2 separate regions of the Mus musculus genome follow, and region 1 is linked to region 2. A link is a contact called in public HiChIP or PLAC-seq data. All regions are on one chromosome and are shown on one strand. The core of a region is the stretch at or near the end of the contact, and the rest is flanking DNA. Distances in the headings are between cores, read along the strand shown.

Evidence for each region. HiChIP or PLAC-seq counts read pairs in DNA pulled down with a chosen protein or histone mark.
Region 1: a RAD21 HiChIP or PLAC-seq map of pro-B cells shows a contact between it and region 2, with 2.9 times the contacts expected there. The contact joins two enhancer-like sites. A contact is called at or near these places in 1 of 15 datasets of contacts at CTCF or cohesin (pro-B cells) and 1 of 484 Hi-C or Micro-C datasets (the HPC-7 cell line).

Annotation. Positions count from the first base shown.
Region 1 is chr8:23,884,259-23,888,022 of GRCm38.p6, reverse strand. All of the region lies in intron 3 of Zmat4 (zinc finger, matrin type 4), which reads right to left. Among named protein-coding and RNA genes, the nearest start is that of Gm51564, 160 kb to the left of the region's middle. Within about 2 kb of position 1,307, at least 16 of the 459 cell types and tissues checked have an H3K27ac peak or open chromatin away from gene starts, as enhancers often do. A contact at or near this core is called in pro-B cells, where this site is marked.
Region 2 is chr8:23,604,334-23,608,056 of GRCm38.p6, reverse strand. No RefSeq gene overlaps it. Among named protein-coding and RNA genes, the nearest start is that of Gm30471, 42 kb to the left of the region's middle. Within about 2 kb of position 2,391, at least 4 of the 459 cell types and tissues checked have an H3K27ac peak or open chromatin away from gene starts, as enhancers often do. A contact at or near this core is called in pro-B cells, where this site is marked.

The sequences.
Region 1 (3,764 bases), core at 58-2,557, 280 kb before region 2:
TCCCTAGACCAGGCCAACCTAGAACTCACCAAGATCCACCTGCCTTTGCCTCCCAAGTACTGGGATTAAAGGTGTGTCCTACGACTGTCTGGCTTGAGGATGTTTTCAAAAACAAGTGGGAGCATTGGTGGTGAGGGGGTAAGAGAAAGCTGGTGTTGCTGTGCAGCAAGAAGCTACCCCACAGGGGTATAGGTATTTCACAGGAACCAGAGAAGAGACAACTAAAGGGCTTCCTGAAGTCAAACGCTATGACTCTGCAAAGACCTTTAAGCCAAGACACAGAGGAAAGCAATAAGTTTGTTATGCAACAACGCAGTCTAAACACTGGGGGTGTTTCCAGGTTCGACAAGGAGTTTAAAGGAGGCCGGAGTAAGAGATGGTTGAAGACTGTTGTCTAAACTGTCACCATTTTCTTCTGTACCTTGGAGCAAGGCTAGATAGAGGTGACTACACACCCAGAAGCAGATGGTACCGATCTGGCCAGGACACTGACAAGTGAATAGGAAGATAACAGCAAAAACAGTGCCAGGAGGGGGTGTCAGTTCCCAGCATTGTTAGAATACATACTCTAAAATCAAGGCATTCAGTAACAAAACCAGAAGCTATTGGAAACCAGATAAACAGAATGTAACAAAAACAGGTAAACTCTAACCCATATGTGGGGGGCGGGGGGAGGGGGGGAGGCAGTTCAGACAATAAACAAAGACTTTAAAGCAGCAATTCTCAATCTCCCTGATGCTGGGACTCATGTTGTGGTGACCCCAACCATAAAATGATCTCACAGCTATTTCATAGCTGTAACTTTGTTTCATTATGAAGAGCAATGCAAAGATCTGCTATGTAACCTCCCCCATGACCCACAGGTTCAGAGCTGCTGCTTTAAAGCGACTTCAAAGACTTCAAGAAATTAAGCCCATTTTCACAGACAGAAAGGGCCACACCTAAAGGAGGAAAGCGTAAAGCAAGGTCTTGTCAAGCAGAATCTCGACTCAGAAGTATAAACTGTAAGGAGCCAGAAAAGAGTCTCTGCGTATAGGAAGCGTGGAAGCCAACATTCAGAGGTCACAAAAGGGACTCAGCAGTAGACTTCAGTTGGAATCAGAATGTCAGAAGGAAGAAAGAGGCAGAAGAGCGAAAGAGAACAGTCATTGAGGATGTCCCAAACATAAAAAATAGAAAACACAGTGGAAGCTTATCATAGCACGGAAAAGCCTCAGAAAAAAATACACCAAGCAGATCACAATAGAACTGTTGGGAAGTGAAACCAAAGAGCCGTGTTTGCAAGCTGCAGGAAATAATGTACCATGCACAAAGAAACCACAGCAAAGGTAAGAGATTATGCAAAAACAACGGAGCCCAGACGCCTGCGTTTTCAGGACACACTGAAAGTTCAGAGAAGGAATATCCGCTAAGAGCACCCACCTTACAGTACGAAAGGAAAACCTTCAGGGTGGGGGCCAGTGACCAAAGCAATACTTCAAATCCTTACAAGTAAGCAAGAGCACAGGTAAGGTTAATTATGACATCGTAAAAGACAGTTCAATGCACATGTTCCTTTCTTCTCTTAACTAATATATGTGGCTGTGAGTATATATATATATATATATATTTATTGTATATAAATAATTCCACACTGAGTCCATGACATAGAGACATGTATTGTACAATAACAGCTCAAAGGAGCAAAGGAGACAAGCAGTACCAAGCTGGACTGGACTGGAACGTGACACCACATCTAATTTGAAATCCATAAGAACAATGAAGAGAAACAGAGTGACCGAGAAGAGTGATAAAACAAACACAAAACTATATAATCACTGCCCATTTATTTTCTTAGATTAACAGATATAACTGATCATTACAACTGCATTGCTGAATATATAACCTGTAAATGATATGTCTCACAGTAGCAGTCAGGAAAGGAGAAGAAGTACTGCACATGTTTGTATTTGCCTAAAATCCAAAGTTGCACAAACCTGGCTCTAATGAATTGAGCTGTATATGGTTAGCTCTGTACTAGAGCAATCACTAAAGAAATAACTCAATTTAACAACAGGGAAACTAAAATTTTATGGTCTAGGACGTCACTAGAACAAACAAGTACAGAAAAAAAAAATGAGAGTCCAGATAGAGCATTGATACAGGCAAGTATGAACAGACTGTGTAAGCTTGCTACAGTCTGTTCCTGTGTGGTTGTTATTGCCACAGTGTGCTTTCTCTTGATGTGATGGAACACTGACCAAAAGCAACATGGGACAACAAGGGTTAGTTTTGTCTTATACTCCAGATAAAATTCCATCACTAAAGGAAGTTGGAACAGAAAATCAAGGAAGAAACCTGGAGGCAGGAACTACAACAGAGGACACAGAGGAGCTCTGCTTTCTGGCTTGCTCCCCATGGCTCACTCATTATTTTTTCTTATACAACCCAGCACCATTTGCTAAGGGGTAGCACTGCCCAAAGTGGGCTGGACCTACCTATCTCAATCACTCATCAAGAAAATTCCCCACAGACTTCCCTACAGGCCGATCTTAAGGAGACATTTTCTCAATTGAGGTTTCCTCATCCCATGAATCTAGCTTGTGCCAAGTTGAAAAAAAAAAAAAAAAACCTAACCCAAATACAAAGATTTTTGGATTTGTTGAAAGGAAACATATGTTAGAATAGAAAATACAAACAGCTAAAAACAAAGGCAGGAAGATGTCAGACAAATGGCATAAGAAAGCTGTGGCGACCGTACAATACCAGAAAATAATAAAATTTAAGACTAAAATTATCACTCATCATTGACATGTTTATTATATAAAATATGAAACCATTAGGAAAATGCAACGCTTGATAGCAGTGGAAAGAGAAACAGACAATTCTTTAGGCATCTCTTAAGTCTGGTTGGTTTGTCTTCCCTTTACTTTTTTCTTATTAATCTTCCTAGTCGTTCAATCCCTCATTGTATATATGACTATTATTGTTGAAAATTATAAAAAAAAAACAGGTAAAGGATCTACATCAAAGATATACAAATGGCTGAAACCACAGTCTTGTTTATGTGCATTTAGTTTTCCAAAGTTTTAATTGCCACAATCTTCTGTAATCTTAAAATAATGAGTGTAAAAGGAAGAAATCATCCTTCTAAATCAAATGCCATTGTGAGAAGTGTGTGACACTTCACACCGTCCCCTGCATCATGCCTAGGGATGTGTCATCCGCCTCTCAAGCGCGTATGTCAGCACTTTCTATATATTAATTACTCATTCCTCATTGAAGTGTCTTCTCAGTTGCCAACTGTCACTGTATCACAGCGCTTGCTCACGTGCCTTATTTCACAGCACAGTGTGTGCAAACTGTAAGAGCAATTGTGCTAGCTAAGGGGCAGCCACATGGTCCTTCCTTCCTGGGAAAGGTCATTAGTATGGGAAGAGCATTCGAGACCATCTTGTAGAATGTCTATTTTTGGGTAGGCAGTCACGTGATACTTCCTCCATATAAAGTCACAGTGTGATAAGAGCTTCTGAAACCATCTCGGGGGATTTCTAGTATTATATTTTATAACTGCTTTCATATCATTTGAGATATATCATGATTAATTTATAAATAAAAGGTAGCCACAGTTATAAAGGGAAATACCAGAGCAAATGTAGAGTTTGTAAGATCCAGGATTTTAGATATCTACCAGGTATCTTCCAAAGTGTCCCTGAGGAACTACAATGAACACATGTAGATGATCAACATCAGATAGGTATATCTATATCTATATATACTTTTAT
Region 2 (3,723 bases), core at 1,142-3,641:
TCCCACCTCCTGCACCTGCTCCGTGCATCACTAGCAGTCTGTTCACTTCAGGAGTGCCCTTGGGCTGACCGAGCCAATGCGCGTCCTTGTGCTCAGAGAATGGAAACGTCTTGGAGTTAGGCCCCTCCTCCCTTAGAAAACCTATAACTTGGAAGTATGGAGGCCCTGCCCCTTCCCAACTCAAGACCTTCCGGGGACTCTGCAGCCCCTGCTAAGTCAGCCTCATCCTGGCTTTCTCGCTTTCCCAAACAGCTCACCTTCCCTCCCAATTGGCCTAGAAAAACATGCACATTGACAAAACGGAACTAAGTAACAGGAGGGACAGCTTCTTCGCTGAGATATTTCACTGCTGGAAATGGGGATCTGCAGACTTGACCAAAACAGGCTCACTGCACCTCAGGTCGCTAGCTATAAGGAGACGCTCCACGCTGTACTGCACTCTACTTTCTGAGTGTGCCCTGTCCAATCACAGTCAAAGAAATGACCACAGTGAGCAATGTGTTTTATTTTTTATGTTGCTTTTGGATGTGATCTCGTGCCTCCTGTAACAAACATTTACATTCAATTTATAATACATGTTTGTTATTGTTGGATGTCAGGTCATAGCTATAGAACCCAATATGGTGTACCCTGAACTTGGACATGCTTTGTTTTTATGCTTTCCCAGATATAATCTATAGAACGTGCCAGACAGTTTTGTTTAAATTGATCTGTCCTGAGAAAGTTCTGGGAAAAAGGCTACTCTGTCAGTGTTTAGTAGGTCCTTACTGGCATCTGTTTACATGTTTTTCTGATCATGTTTTCGTGAACTCAAACAACCTTCCTTGCATCGTTGCTTTCTTTGTTGCATTCATGCATAAAAGTAAACTGAGACTGAAGGAAGTGTGTCAATAGCATTAGGCTGTAGTCCCTCCTGTTCTTTCCAGTCCTCAGACCCCACGTCTCTCAAACACAGATCTGCACAGGTCAGTGAAAGTCAACAGTGCCCCTGGCTTGGGACTCCATCACATGGTAGGCATGTATGGCTGGGGATGTAGCTCAGAGGGCTCTGGTGTGAAATGTCCTAGGTTCCATCCCTAGCACTGCAAAACACAAATTTACCTAACCAGCAAATGAGGGTAAAGGTCGACTGAGGATGAACCATACTGCAGGACCAGATGGAAGTTACTGAGTACTGCCTCACTGAGAAGCCAAAGCCCAAGCCCAAAGACTGACTGAAGAGTACAGTCATGCCCTTCTTAAATGCTTGCGGACTTCTCTTTGCCTCCTCACTGGGACCTGGTTCTCTTTGCTCTGTCTTGAATAGACATGAACGTCTGTATATGAGCAGTAAACTTGAGGGTCCTGACCCTGGGGTCTACTTTATCAGGCAAGATAAACAAAGATACACAAGCATCAGTCATCTATAATATTTTAAAAGCCAAGAGAAATCCAAGAGGAAAGTCTAATGGTTGTAGGGAGTTGGTGTGTGTTCCCCCTAGAACAGTGGTTCTCAACCTTCTTGATGCTGTGACCATGCAATAGTCCAGTTTCTCATGGTGTGGTGACCCTAACCATAAAATGATTTTCATTGCTACTTCACATCTGTAACTTGGCTACCGTTATGAATTGCAATGTTAAATATCTGTGTTTTCTGGTGGTCTTAGGTGACCCCTGTGAAAGGGCCTTTCAACCCCCAGGTTGAGAACCACTGGCTCTTGAGAGCATTTGGTGGTTGCAGACAGGTGGAGGGGTGTGAACTTGGAGAAGGGCAACAGCAGTAAGTAGGGGAACCAGAGCGGGTGCAGCAGGGACTTCCAGACAGGAAGTCACAGAAGCCACAGCACTCTGTGAAAGAAGAGGTAACAATGACTTCACTATAATGAGACAGGAGGCCACCTAGGGCACAGCAGGAGACCCATCCACCCTTCCACTCAGGGCTCCAGCGTTCACCTCCAGTCTGTCCAAGGTCATGCCTGCATCTTTCAGCACCCAAATCCAGACCCGATGGGTACATAAGAGGGTTTGTTACCTCTCTCTGGCCTCCTTATTTCTGTCCCTCTAAGGATGTCAAAGGCAGAGCCTGCTAATTTAAACCACGGTTAAACCCCGATGCAGAGCCTCGAATCACTTAATGAATAGAGTGTGATAACCTGCTCTTCACAAAAGGGGGAATTAAAAACTCATTTATATCAGTGACAGAGTAGAAAGAAAACAGCCGTCTTGCTCCGGCCTGATAATGGAGATACCAACCCTGCTTTATGAACTCCTAATTAGATCTCCTCCATCTCTTGTTTTGATTTCATGTTTGCCTTTTTTTTAAAGCGAAAGGAAGAATAGCTACCATGCCCCACCATGTATTGTATGGGCAGAATACCGATGAGGAAGTGCACCACAGCGCCACCTGGAGGCTAAGGAGGGAGTACCTCTCTCGGGCCATGAGCTCTTCTGTCTGTCCATGCGCACATTGAGGACTTCCAAAGTCAAAGAGATTTCATCTGGTCTCTCCAAGACACAGAAGCCAGCCTGTGCCACACTCTAAATCTCTCCAAGGAGAAATGAAACTGTTCTACTTGGCTTGGTGGTTGGGAGACGCTAAGAAGTTTCAGCAGCAGAGCTTATAAAATGTTAAAATAAACTTCTCTCCTCCCCTTCCATCTCCTCTTCCCTTCCCCTTTCCCTCCCTCCCTTTCCTATCCTCTCCTCCCCTTTCTTCTCAATCTATCCCAGACATATGTTTCCACATCTTTCCTCATGAGTAACTCTGGCCTCTCTCTTGTCGTTGCCCTGATCTCTTTTCTCGGCTTTCCTCTGTGTAGTGGAAGAGTCACTTAGAGCTATACTCCAGCAGAAACATGGCTATGGGAAACAGTGACCAGACTGGAGTTCCCAGAACAGAAGCAACAACCTGTAGGACCCAGCAAACAGAAACAGATCAAAATTAGGTTGGAAGCAGATGACACAGCCCAGCAGTAGGGAGGCAGAGGCAGAAGGATAATTACCATTACCCAGTGTGGGTAATGCAGTGTAATGGCTATTCTTGGTGGTCAGCCTGACTGTATCTGGAATGAACTACAATCTAGAAGTGGAGGGCACACCCACAGTGGTTTGTAGCATGTGAATCCACTTGTAGTCTGGACCTTTGAGGCTTTAAGACACACCTTTAATCTGAACCACACCCTCTGCTGGTAACCTACATGAGGACATAGAAAAAGGAAACATTTGCTCTTTGCCTGCTTTCTCGCCTTGCTAGCACATCCATTCCTGGCCTTGGAGGCTCCTTCTTTGGGATTCCATCATAGACAGAAGTCTAGCTGAGACACCCAGCCTTATAGAACTGAGTAACTGCTAGATTATTGGACTTTCCACTCACAGTTAGCTATTGGACTGCAGCCTGTAAGTCATTCCAATAAATCCCAGATAGATGGATAGATAGATGATAGATAGATAGATAGATAGATAGATAGATAGATAGATGATAACGATATTTAGAGAGAGAGGGAGAGAGACAGATCCGTTCCATAAGTTCTATGACTCTAGAGCCCCTCACTAACCCCTGCAGCAAGCCTCTTGAGAATAAAACAGTGTGAACAAGCAGATAACCCTGCTTACCACTCAAGCCTGAGAGTCTGAGTTCAGATCACAGGGTACCATGCACAAAGCCAGAAGCACAGTGTGAATCTGTAGTCTCCACTCTCCCGCTGTGAGATGGGAGGTAGAAACACAATTGCCCAGAGACCCGGG